Regions from separate parts of the Mus musculus genome. Here regions 2, 3 and 4 are each linked to region 1. The links are chromatin contacts, called in public Hi-C and HiChIP or PLAC-seq maps. All regions are on one chromosome and are shown on one strand. Each heading gives the region's core, a stretch centred on a gene start, on an enhancer-like site or on the middle of the called end of the contact. The rest is flanking DNA. Distances are from core to core; before and after follow the strand shown.

The links. A called contact is a pair of places that touch in the nucleus more often than the background predicts. HiChIP or PLAC-seq counts read pairs in DNA pulled down with a chosen protein or histone mark.
Region 2: a Hi-C map of the N1E-115 cell line shows a contact between it and region 1, with 7 times the contacts expected there. The contact joins two enhancer-like sites. A contact is called at or near these places in 1 of 15 datasets of contacts at CTCF or cohesin (pro-B cells), 3 of 484 Hi-C or Micro-C datasets (the N1E-115 cell line, nephron progenitors and trophoblast stem cells) and 1 of 9 other capture datasets (embryonic stem cells).
Region 3: an H3K27ac HiChIP or PLAC-seq map of trophoblast stem cells shows a contact between it and region 1, with 6 times the contacts expected there. The contact joins two enhancer-like sites. A contact is called at or near these places in 1 of 15 datasets of contacts at CTCF or cohesin (the NIH/3T3 cell line), 2 of 115 datasets of contacts at active chromatin or transcription factors (embryonic stem cells and trophoblast stem cells) and 1 of 9 other capture datasets (embryonic stem cells).
Region 4: a Hi-C map of the N1E-115 cell line shows a contact between it and region 1, with 2.4 times the contacts expected there. The contact joins two enhancer-like sites. A contact is called at or near these places in 1 of 484 Hi-C or Micro-C datasets (the N1E-115 cell line), 1 of 115 datasets of contacts at active chromatin or transcription factors (embryonic stem cells) and 1 of 9 other capture datasets (embryonic stem cells).

The regions. Positions count from the first base shown.
Region 1 is chr1:62,396,859-62,399,916 of GRCm38.p6, reverse strand. All of the region lies in intron 18 of Pard3b (par-3 family cell polarity regulator beta), which reads right to left. Among named protein-coding and RNA genes, the nearest start is that of Gm34881, 130 kb to the left of the region's middle. Within about 2 kb of position 1,491, at least 32 of the 459 cell types and tissues checked have an H3K27ac peak or open chromatin away from gene starts, as enhancers often do. A contact at or near this core is called in the N1E-115 cell line and trophoblast stem cells, where this site is marked.
Region 2 is chr1:61,925,702-61,928,973 of GRCm38.p6, reverse strand. All of the region lies in intron 2 of Pard3b (par-3 family cell polarity regulator beta), which reads right to left. Among named protein-coding and RNA genes, the nearest start is that of Pard3bos1, 62 kb to the right of the region's middle. Within about 2 kb of position 1,348, at least 19 of the 459 cell types and tissues checked have an H3K27ac peak or open chromatin away from gene starts, as enhancers often do. A contact at or near this core is called in the N1E-115 cell line, where this site is marked.
Region 3 is chr1:62,663,434-62,666,572 of GRCm38.p6, reverse strand. No RefSeq gene overlaps it. Among named protein-coding and RNA genes, the nearest start is that of Nrp2, 38 kb to the left of the region's middle. Within about 2 kb of position 1,337, at least 47 of the 459 cell types and tissues checked have an H3K27ac peak or open chromatin away from gene starts, as enhancers often do. A contact at or near this core is called in trophoblast stem cells, where this site is marked.
Region 4 is chr1:62,084,677-62,087,902 of GRCm38.p6, reverse strand. All of the region lies in intron 4 of Pard3b (par-3 family cell polarity regulator beta), which reads right to left. Among named protein-coding and RNA genes, the nearest start is that of Pard3bos2, 50 kb to the left of the region's middle. Within about 2 kb of position 1,597, at least 15 of the 459 cell types and tissues checked have an H3K27ac peak or open chromatin away from gene starts, as enhancers often do. A contact at or near this core is called in the N1E-115 cell line, where this site is marked.

The sequences.
Region 1 (3,058 bases), core at 242-2,741:
TTTTGTCTAAGCTCCATCCCAGTTACCTGGCAACAGCCAGGTATGCCTGACTCACTATAAAAGGGGCTGTTTGGCCCCTCCTCTTGCTCTCTTGCTCTGTCCTTTTGTCCTTTCCCCCTTCTCTCTCCACAGGCTTATGGCTGGCCTCTACTTCTCTTCTTTTCTCTTCTCTTCTCTTCTCTTCTCTTCTCTTCTCTTCTCTTCTCTTCTCTTCTCTTCTCTTCTCTTCTCTTCTCCTCTCCTCTCCTCTCCTCTCCTCTCCTCTCCTCTCCTCTCCTCTCCTCTCCTCTCCTCTCCTCTCCTCTCCTCTCCTCTCCTCTCCTCTCCTTTCTCTCTCTCTCTCTCTCTCTCTCTCTCTCTCTCTCTCTCTGTCTCTGCTTTTCTCTGCCCTCTGCCTCTATTGCCCTCTTAACTCCCCTCCTCATGCCCTTAATAAACTATTCTACTCTATAAAGTCCTGTGGCTGGTCCCTCAGCGGGAAGGGATGCCTCTGGATAGGCCCGCCGAGGAACCCCCTTCCCCCACACCTCACTACACCTCCATAGAACATATCCCCCCTCTCTTTATCATTTTATAAACACACCAGTCAGAAGACACTGAAGCAAATTAGGTGCTATACTACAGTGGAAATGTGTGGCAGAGGATCTAGTCACCAGAAAACATGGACATTATTGTTCTTACACATTACATGCTATATTGTGAAGACAACATATATTGCTATTTAGAGACATAGATGATTTTCTAAAGCTGCACTTTCCTAAAAGCAGAAAGGTAAATTTTAAGCTTGGTCATTTAGCCATTCATAAATTGGAGGCATTGGGAGCTATTTTTTTTTTTTTTTTTGGAACCAATAAAGCAAAGTCAGTGATGGCAACACTGGGAGAAAGATTCAGGGTAAGCAATCCGACATAGAGTCTTTCCCAAACATCACACGCCTACTAATCACCATTCAGCCCACAGTTCTCTATAGGCTTAAAATGGTAAAAGCAAGCTGTCTACAAGCTGCACTTCCCAAGATCTGGAGGAGACAAATCTCTGCGCTCCCAGAGAAAAGAACAAGACAGTTCCAAGATGAGAGTCTAAGCAAATAGAAAAGAAAGGAAAAGACAAGACAGCGTAAGAAGGAAGGGAGGGAGAAGACAGACATGTGACAGGAAAACCTGAGGCAGGAGTGGAGGCTACCTAGGGGAGCTAGACTGCAGTGCCTGGAAAGGTGAGGCATGGAGATATGATCAAACAGGAACTGTAGAAACCAGCCTATAATCCAAATCCAACTCAAAAGGACTCGGTAAAACCAGTTGTGTTGGGAGTGGTTACATCTGAGAGTGAGCTCAGGCTTGAGAGAAAATGCAGGAGACAATAAAAGGAATTGTTAACGTATGTTTAGAGTGAACAGGAGGCATGATTCATACCCCCCTGGGGGCAGATAGTACAGTATTAGCAGATGACAGGAGAGACAACAGCGACCATTAGCATTCCAAAGGCTCCTCTCTTTCCTATCAATGAGAATGATCTTCTGACTAAGCCACAAAACAACAGATTAGGAAGGAGCCAAAGCCCCAGAGAGGTGATAAAACTACAAGGGATCATCTAGCTGCTTTATAGGAGTCCATGTCTCTGGGCCTAAATGAATCTCAGCCCATCTCACTGAAGGAACGCTTCCTGGCTGCTGTGCTGCAATAAATTCACTCTGGGAGAGGTGAAAGGCGCAGAGAAACCAGACCAAAGTCACACTTTTAAAGGAGTGGGGTGGGGAGAGAGGAAGAGAGGCCCTTTGAAAACAGCAGGATACATTTAAAGGTGATGGTTTATAGAAACTAAGGAGAGATAAATAAGAATAGGAAAGTTGCTAAGCACAGAAAAGGACTAAGACCTACCAAACTCACTCCTTTTCTTTCCTAAAAGACTGGCCAGTGGGGCCAGGGTGTAAAGATCTTTATCTTTCTCAAGGTGGCTTGGTGAGTCAGGAGTTAGGCATGAACGCATTGACAAGTACTTATTTAGATTCCCCTAAAGCCAGTGTTATCTATGGCTTCCTTATCCACGTAGGGCTTTCTTATGCCTTTGGCAAATATTAAGCCCCGATTGTCCCCTCCTCTTTGCAGCTGCTCCTGGAGAGGCATGGTCTCCTTCCTGGAGACATTTAGCCTTCAGCACTATCAGGAACTACCCTTGACTTTTTCAGGAGAATCTTACGCGTTCTTTGATTTTTCTTAGCTGAAGACTTTCTTAGACACTTTAGAAGTCTTTGCTTCACACCCTTCTTTTTCCATGTTTAATGAGAAGACTAGGTCTCCTCTCTCCTATCCTAGGCTGTATTGCAATAATCTTCTGGCTCCCCTCACCCATGCAAATTCACACCCCTCCAGTGGCACACACCTAGGCCCTTGACAACCCTTCTTCTTCTGAACCCTTTCCCTTCCCTCCTCTGTCTTTCTTTTCTTTTTCTTTTGTTTGTCTTTTCCTCCTTTCTTTCTTTCCTTTTCCCCCTTATTCCCCATCTCCTTTGAAAAGTCTTGTACACACATGTATGTGTGTATGTGTTCACATGTGGGAGACATATGGACAACACGAGTGTGGTCAAAGGGCAGGCTTGAGCATCATTCTTCTTTGCCTTGAGGCAGTGTCTGTCTTGTTACTGCAACGCATGGCAGGCTAGCTGGCTCCCAAGCTCCTGGTGAGTTTCCTGCTTCTGCCTCCCATCTCCATGTAGGTCAGCAGTTCTCTGTGGGGTCACATATCATCCACCCATCATGTCAAATATTTGCATTACAATTCAAAACAGTAGTGAAATTACATTTATAATGTAGAAATGAGAGATAATTTTATGGTTGGGGGTCAACACAACACAAGGAGCCGCGTTAAAGGGTCACAGCATTAGAAAGATTGAGAGCCACTGCTGTGGGTGCATGCTGGGATTGTGCGTGTGTTTCTGTATCTGGCTTTGACAGGAATTCTGGGGATCTGAATTCAGGGTGTTGAGTTGGCATGGCAAGTACCCACTGAGATATCCTTCTGTCACCGCCCCCCCACCCCGCCAGCATTTCTAGACATGGGT
Region 2 (3,272 bases), core at 99-2,598, 470 kb after region 1:
CACATACATAAACATACACACAGAACAGATACAGTTATAATTTAAACAAATTACTATCAGGACAAATTGGGACTGTATTCGAAAGGAAGAATAGAGAGACTCAATTTAAGCTTCCACTGTGTTTTGTAGTCTTACCCTGTTTCTGCTTGTATGCTCAACATTTTTTCTGTATTAGTGGATAGTAACGTGTCAATTAACAAAGTCTAATAAGAATTTAAAGAATTTATATAATTATATACCTAAGTTTTACTGCTTTGTCTAAGATCATTGTCAGCTCCTATAAAAACTTTTCATTAAAAAAGGCAATTTCTTCAGTCCTTTGATGGGGCGTAATTAGCTTTTCTGACATATCAAAGTCACCTTGCAACACTAACTCTATGCTGTAACACAGAGCCAGGTGTGCTGGCACATGACATTTTCTTTACGGTGCCAACAGAACCATTGATGGGTGCCTCTGTAGTTTTATATCTGACAGTAGGTGCGAGTAAATAACATTTTTATTTAAAACAACTATAATGCACAGTGATAATGAAGAGCAGAGGCAGCTTTTTCATTTACAACCTGTCTATAAATTTCGGCAGGAAATTGAAACTAATTTAATATGCTCAGTCTGAGGAAGTTACCCGGTTCTAAGAACAAACATGCCATAGTTAAATTGCTGTAGCCAGGGTAACTCTCACTGAAATGAACAAAGCTGCAGGGGAGGGCTCCTAACTGGCGCCTCTGAACTGACATGTAGTATTTTCAAGGCATGGGTGGCAGCACGGAGCTTTTCTGTCTACACAGGGACTCCAGTTATCCCATTACTAAGTGTATGCTCTACTGCTGTCCCTGCATCTCAGGGAATAAAAAAATTACCACTGTTTATTCTGTGTCAATTCAGAAACTCAGTATAGATTGAGCCTTCAGGAAACCCTGGCATTGTGGGTGATAGTGCTGAGTGTGGTCTGTTTTCCTTAAATAAACTCACTCTGCAGAATGTCTGTAACAGTGAGCTTTGATTTTCATATTTGGGTCTGCAAATTAAGTACATTTCAGTTAAGTCTTCAGACAATATCAGGCAGAGGCTTCTACTGGTAATACACATTTTAATACAATTTAAATTTTAATAGGAGCACGATGTGAGGGAGAACCACAGAGAGCTAGCAGACTCTGAGTGTCCAGAGGCCTCTGGCCTTGAGAGCAGGATCAACCCAGAAATGAGGAAATAGCTCCCGTGAGGCAAAGCTGAAGGTTGGGGAAGGGTCTAAGCAACTCAGATGGATGGGCTAGCCTGGCCCTAACCTTTAAGCCTGTGTTTGCTAAGGCTTAGTATGACCTTAAGTGAGAGGAGACAGAGAGCAAACATGAAAGCAGAACCCTTCACTCATTCAACAAATACTTCATCTACAGAAACACATTTCAAATTCCACAATGAAAAGCAGAAGGGAAAAAGTTGGTTTTCACCACAAAGTGTTCTATACAGTCTACTTTTAGAAAATATTTGCATTTAAACTAGCTGCACACAACATTTACCAACTGGATTCAGTTGTAACCATTATGTATTTAAAGAGGGCTCTGTGAAAGGTCCCCTGGGTTATTCTATGTCAGGAGACAAAAGACTGAAGCTACATTTAATGTCTTTAATGTAATTATTTCATGAACTTTGTACCAGTTTCCATTTACAAGCTCTGCCTGACAAGAGACAGGAAAGTACCCACTGCCTCTGAGACTGAAGCCAGTGTCTTACAACAGCCCCACTGCAATTATCCCCAAGCTAGAGGGCACTTTCCTCTTCACTTTAGGCCTCAGAAAGCTTTGGAGGCCAGGGAAAGGGTAGTCCTAAAATCTAACTGAAGATCCTGTCAAGGGCTTTGAAGACAATGTAGGTGGTCACTCAACCCCCAGTGAGACCCTGGAGGATTCTCTCTGGACAGGTTTTTCCTGGTCACTCTGCAGGGGAGTCCTTGGTGAATGAGGTGTTCACAAGCTAAAGATGTGCTCTGTGGCTCATAGAAGGCGCCCCCTTTTTAAATCTCACTTTAAAACTGTCAGACTCAATCCTCTTTTTATATACCTCCAGTAAGATGTGATTAACTTTGTACAAATGGTAATGAGGGTGAGGGGTTGGAGGTAAAGCACTTGTTTAGCATGTAGGCTGGGTTCCACACAAACACTGGTAAAAACCAAACCAAGCTAAACAGAAGCTCTTCTAAATGGATCAAGAATTTCTCTGTGAATCAAACTTCCCCAAGAGACCATTGAGAAGGCAACACCAGGAGGAGATGTGCCCTCTTGAAGCCCAGTGCACACACAGACAAAGTCAATACAGAAGACATAACATTCTGCAACATTTAAAAAAGTATGACTGGGAACAGAGGATAATGGTTATTGGGACTAAGGCTCCTGCTTGAGGCAAACAGTAATGTACAGATAGGGTCACACTGCTTAATGATTTAAAGTGGATCTGGAATAAACCAGCTGCTTATGAATGGATTACGAGGGCTGGAGAAATGGCTCACTGGGCTGGAGAAATGGCTCACTGGGTTAAGGCACGAGCTGCCTAAACCTGGTAATCTGAGTTTGAGCTCCAGGCCCAATGTGGTGGAAGGAGACAACCAACTCCAACAATTTGTCTTCTTTCATGACCACACACATACACACACAAGCAAGTAAATAAATAAGTAAACAAACAAATAAATAATTGGAATTTTGAAAGAGGAAAGAGAAAAGCACTGCGTATAGGTAGGAAGGTATTCTGAAGAGTGAAGAGTGAATAGAAACACAGATCCAAGAGTCAGATGGGAATCCCGTTTCTCCTTTTACTAGCTGCATGATCTCAAACCAGGGGCCCTGGCTCTCTGAGCCCATTTCCTTGTCTGCTAAAATGGGTCTAACAGCTTGTAACTGCATTTTATTGCTGCAAGGATGGAATGGCATCCAAGTGTTCTATAGGGAAAAAGTCAAAGCATGAAGCCTAGTAAAATTGTGTGTGAAGGAGGAGCAGGGCAGCTTCAGCAAGAGCTGGACCCTGAAGCGTGTCAGTTTGTGGATACATGCTCCTTATCCGTGCTTCATCCACTCGGTCTTCTGAGTGCAAGATCCCTGTTTATCCAGTACATAATTACAAGATTCCTATAAAGTGAGCACAATGACCTCATCAAAGTCAGCACATGACCTTCACCGGCTGTCCCAACAGCTAGTACACAGGGTGACATCAGTCTGGGCATATTCCACAGGATTCTAACGCATGGAAAGACAAAGGACCAAAGCTGTACAGCTGGCTCAGTACA
Region 3 (3,139 bases), core at 88-2,587, 270 kb before region 1:
CAGCCTTGACCTCTGTCTCCTAGGTGCTGCACTAGAGGTGTGTGTCAGAACTGGGAACCTATGTGGTAGAGGGGACTGAACCTTGATCCCCAGTGGTTTTCTTGAAAGGCATGTTGTAAGAGCTCCTGGCTGAAAATTAAGCAATGAAGCCTAGGGTGGGATATTGTAGTGTAGGTTCATCGGGGACACCTGGGGCCAGAAGCCATTTCTTAGACTTTAGCTTAGTACAAAATGGGGAGTGTGTACAAGATGGAGTTCCTGTAGCTAAGGAGGTCCCCCAGCACTTAATCTGTAGTTCTCATGCCATCTTACTTAGCCAACTTAAACAATCCCAGTGGTTACAGTAAACCAAAAAGCCCTCACTCCTCCTGCTTACAGTCAGCCAGGTTGTGTGAGTGGAGACTCTGGGGCATCAGCTCCCCACCCACTGAGAATCCTACCCAAAGTGCCTCACATTCTCTGGCTCAAGGATGGGTCTGTGAGAGGCTGGTGGTGGAAACAAACTTTGATTATTAACAGCCTTGTAGGAACAAACTTTCTTGCCTTGAAATATGGAATGACTGAGAATGCCACCTCACTTTGGATTTATGGCTCTGCACAACATACAGACATAATTTTTCCTTGGCTGCTGTGATGACAGGATTCAGTAAGGCATCAGCCAAGTAAGCCTGCATTACTCATCTAAAGGATGGGGTGTCCCGGGGCACCCCGGCCCTCTTGGGACAGGGCAGTATTTGGACTCTCTCTCTCTCTCTCTCTCTCTCTCTCTCTCTCTCTCTCTCTCTCTCTCTCGTTCTGGATTTTGGAAGGAAGGCATGAAAAACTGGCCACAGTCAGTGACTCAGATTTTAGATGGGAGCCCCTCTCCTTTTGCATTGTCTCCCTCAGTTAAACTCTGTCTTGTTCTCTTTCCATCCCTCTGGGGATAAGGAAAGAGGGGAGTAGAAAGAAGGAAGGAATTCTCTTCCTGAGTGTAACTGCTTTGGTTCAGGTCTGTAAATGAAGGTCAGCTAGAGAGAGAGAGTCTGAGTTGCACAACAAATGCGCACTCGAGCTACTTGTGAATTCTCTGTTCTCTGCACGGGCGGGCGAGAGTCCCAGCTTCCCTTGAAGTAACTGCTGCAAAGATCAAGTCCTTTCAGCTGTTCAGTCTCCTCCCATTTGACTTGGCCCCACTGCCATCCACTGACATTTGAAATGTGTCTATTTGAAAAGAAAAGGAGAAAAGAGGACAAAGAGGAGGGGAAAAATTATGCCGGAGATGTTACATCCTGCTAGGCAAGAGGAAGGAGTGGTTGGCTTTGCAGAGCCTGGAGGGTGTGGTGTGCTTTTCCTTTTGTCTTGGCCTTTTCCTGTGTTTCTGCCCTGCATGGCCACATTTGCTAGTGTGACGATAAGGATGACTTAAGCTGTCTGAGTTTATCCAGGATGCTAGGGGGAGGGGCCTGGGAAATGAATGGAAGGAGCCCACCCTCTGCTCAGCCACAGGGCAGGGCTTTGATGGGTGTCCCCAGGCTCTGGGCTCTGGCTGGTTGGGTAAGGGAAGCCACTGGGGGAAGTTGCTGGCTGAGACAGAAAACAGACACATCCACACGGGAAGGATGGCCTTGACCTGGCCTGCAGACCCCAGATCTCCCAGGAGGCCATTGCGGCTTGCCCTGTGCTCAGGGTGCGTGGGAGAAATGGCAGAGAGCCTCTTCTCAAGGTTTTCTGGGAAGACTTCTCTGGGGAGTTTGTAACGGAACATTGCCACAGCTGTAAATCTCAACCAGCACCAAATACTGGTCTGGGGTATAAACCTGGAATCTCCATTGCCAACCAACCATTTCATTCTTTCAAGTAAGCAGAAGTTAACATTTAGGTTTTTTTTTCTTTCTTGTTTTTACATCTAACCTTTATTAACTTAATTTTAAATGGCACATAAAAACATAAACATTGTGATGATAATGGATAATATGTGAAAAATTGATATACCTCATGTATATATTATACAATGTTTAAATTAGTGTTTCCTCATTACCCTCAAATGTTCATTATTTATGTATAGTAAGACTACTTGAAAGTCCTTCCTTCTAGCTTTATGAAATCTATGGTACATTGTAATCTGTAACCATCCTCCTTTACAACTGAACACCAGCCTTCTTGCTTCCACCTAACTATAAGTTAATCCATTTAGCCTCTTGGTACCTGGTCACTGCTTACCTTATCCTCTGGTAAGCACCATCCAACTTTGTTTTTTACAGTCACTCATGTTCTGTAACTCATCTTGGAACTGTCTTAGTTAGGGTTTCCATTTCTGTGAACAGATACCGTGACCATAGCAACTCTTATAAAGGAAAACATTTAATTGGGGCTGGCTGACAGTTTCAGAGGTTTAGTCCATTATCATCATGGTGGGAAACATGACAGCATTCAGGCAGACATGGTGCTCGAGAAGGAGCTGAGAATTCTACATCTTGATCTGAAGAAGCAGGGAGAAACTAACATACTAGGCTTAGTTTGAGCATATGAGACCTCAAAGCCTGTCCCCCAGTAATACACTTCCTCTAACAAGGCCACACCTCCTAATAGTGCCACTCCCTGTGGGCCTATGGGGGCTATTTTATTCAACCCATACAGAAACAATTATGATTTCTTGTCAGTAAGGAGTGGCACTTGTCAAATGGCTCCTCAAGGAGTTGTTACTGGGTTGGTTGTAGAAGTCTCTACCTTGGGAGTATGTTAGAGATGTGCAGCCTGAGGCTTTACCCAGTTCTCTTAACTCAGAGGGTGAGCTAAGTCCCCTCATTTCTCATCCTGGATGAACTCAGTTCAAGTCATCCTTATCATCCCGTTAGCTCATTGGCCTCTGATAGCAGGGGTCGAGACAGAGAGTGATGGAGGGACTCAGGACTTACTAAGTGTTCCAGGGGATTCTTGGGCTCTCAGCAGTAGTCAAAACATTAGATCCTCTGGTCTCACTGTTCTTTCTTGAATCTTACCAGAACAATTCCAGGAAAGAATTTTCTTGCACACATGCAGCACATACATCAGTAGAAAAATTAAGAACAGGAAGAAGCAAGACCAGGCTAAGATTCACTCATTAAATTCAATGTGAATGTTGCCTCTGTGCCTTAGAAATGAAGGTGGACTATAACAG
Region 4 (3,226 bases), core at 348-2,847, 310 kb after region 1:
CTGCAAACAAGGACTTAAATATGATACACACATGTCCATAGCAGCACTATACCCAAGTCGAAATGAGAGATAATCTAATCTCCATCAACAAAATCCTCCAGATAGAGAATACAACATGAACAATAGGATTCCTTTGAGCCTCGACCAGGAAATCAGTGTAGACTGTGGTACAGGATGCATACAGCTTGAGGATGGCGCGCTTAATCAAATTAGCCGGTCACACAAAGACAGCGACTGTACAAGTCCGCTGCCGCGAGCTTCCCAGGCTTTCAAAATTAGGAAGAGAAAAGGGTAAATTGTAGTTGTCAGGGTTTCTGGACAGCAGAGATCATTTTTAATGGCTACAGAATTCAGTTTTGTAAACTGCAGAACTCTAGAGGCAGTGATGATAGAGGCACGGCTGTGAATGAATGTACTTAAAACCCTGACCTGGACACTTAAATGCTTCAGATGACAAAGACCATGTGCGTCTTTCCATGACCTTAGAAGGAAAGGAGTTTTCATAGACTGTCATAAGAAGAAATGTAGTGGACATTTTGGAAGCTCTGAAAAAGGGATTTTAAGGCAAAAAAATCATATGGGGTGTGTGTGTATATGAGTCTACCCATCTATTATAGATAAATAATAGTCTTACTCATGAATACATAGAGAACATTGTTTTATTGACTGAGCACCACTAACCTGATAACCCAAGTGGAAAAGCTTGCCCCTCAATTCCTGTGAGTAGGCTACAGCAAAAAAAAAAAAAAAAAAAAAATCAGATTATTTAAATGTTGAATACAACTGCTGTAGGTTGTGTATCTAAGGTGCTTAGAAAACAAATAAATTTAATGCTTAGTATCAGGCCTAGTTCTTAAGATTATATATATATATATATATATATATATTTAATATTATATATATAATATTTTAATATTTTATATATATATATATATATATATATATATATATGTATGAATGAAATTATTTCGGCATCCAGAATTATTGCAAATTCCAAACACTTCTAATCCCAAATATTTTGGGTAAAGGATTTCTCTGGAAATTACACAGCCTCTATGCAATGCTCATATTTTGCAACCACTCAAATACAATTTGCTGTATTAATGAGTAATCTCTCAATGAGTGCTCTCCACACACAGCAGCATTGCAATCTAAACAGTGTCAGCTGCGTCCAGATCTGCTTGCTTTGCTTTCGATCATTGTAAGAATGGAACTAAAACCAGATACATTTTATCTATATGTTAACATGTTTGATTGGTAGTGACTGAAATTAAAGGCAGAGGTAACAGAGCCATCATTCTCAGTACTAAGTCGGTCAGTTCTGACTTCAGATGCATTAGCTGCCAGTTTCTTCCCACAGCAATAACCCTTGATGATTTTTTTTTCAACAAATGCCATTCATCCATTTTTACTTTGGAAAAGTATGGAGATCTGTCTGGAGAGAAGGCTCAAAAAAAAAAAAATCAGTTAAATATCGCAAAAGCTTGTGATTTAGGGGAAAACAAAATAAAGCCTGACTCTATCTGAAGGGTTTGGAGCCTCCATTGGCTCACAACAGTCACTTTAAACCTAACTCACTCCAGATGTCTCCATGATCATCTAATCAGACATCAAAAGCACCTCTGTCACAAGCCACACGCTGCTTAGGAGGATGCTACGTGTTTCCACAAGCGTAAAACACACACAGTAGCGACTTTTAAAATGTGATTCATCTACTTCAGAATTCAACTTTATGGCACAGGGCCATTAGGAAAGGGGCCCCCTCGTGAGAAAGAAAAGTCTTGTTTAATGTCTGTACGATGTCATTCTATGACTAACTCTGCTTTGTAAGCAGAAGCCAGAATGAAACACACACTTCAGGAGGGTGTATGTTTTGAGAGAGAGAGAAAAAAAAATCCTCATCTGAAGAGAAAGTTGTATTCCTTTCAGAAGCTGGGAGAATGTTCATTAACCCTTCCAGTCTGCACTACGGATGTTTCTCAATTGTCTGACGCCCAGAAGGCCATCATGGAAGAGGACAACAATAACAACAATCAGCAACAAAACCCATGGTTCTCAACCTTGACTCTGACCTTGGACATACCTGGCTACTTGTGTTTAGACAGGAGATTTTTAAAGGCAGCTATTTCATTGAATGGATTGATGTGTGTTTTTGTAGACACCATTTTATGATACTGCCTCTGTATGGATATTCAGGCTTTTACTTTAAATGTTTGTCTTTATTATTTCCTTGGCAAATACACTCAGACTACTGGTATCTTAGAGGGAAAACTTCATTGCTCTTCTATGAATGCATAGACATTCATAGGACATTAGAATAAAATTTAAAGTTGAATCCATTCTCACCAAGGTTAAAAACTCATACCAGGAACGTACAAGTCATTAGTATAGAGTTTAAATGGATAATAGCAATAGCTTCCTTGTTTATTTTATTTTAATTTTATTTTTTTAGTTATACACATTTTAGGAAAGAATCATTCACAATCTATACATTCTTCATAGGTTACAGTATTAGCCATTCAGAGAATAGGATGTTGATCTTCAGAATAAGCTACATCAAAATAAACTTCAACGGTGTCAAAACTGGATTTGAGCAGAGTACTAAAATCACATTTTACCATACTCTGTCACCCATATTCTAATTAACCCAAGTACTAGAAGTATTTTTGTCTTCTACATCAGTCAAAACTAGAAAAGCCTATTAAGAAAAGATGGAATGAAAGAAGAGCTAGAAAGGAACATCTTTAGATGCAGTGGTATAAGAGAGAAACCTAAAATTAAAATCCCAAGTGTTTTTGAAGTCTTTGAACACAGCTATTAGACAAGTATAACATTATGACTGATGGGCTTGCTAAGTTTATATTATAGAACTCACAATTTTGTTGACAGAAAAAGAAGTCCAAATAAGTGAATCTCCTACGTTGGAATTAATTTCTATTCTGTTTTTCTTCACGGTTTATTTGTAAAATTAGCCTCTATAACAATTCATGAGCAGAATAACAATGGCTTGTTCTCACCCTATAATTTTTACTAATTCTCTGAACCAGCTCATTGTTTAAATTCTAAAATGAAATGTCTGAGAATCCAAAGTGCTGACCTCAGCCACCAGCTCTCAGTTAAATGTGGAGCAGAGAAGTCATGCTCGGACATCTCTCTGACTCATAACTCAGCTAAAGCTATTTCAGGTAAAGAACAGTGTTCTCTTTCATAAAGAAAGGCAGGACTT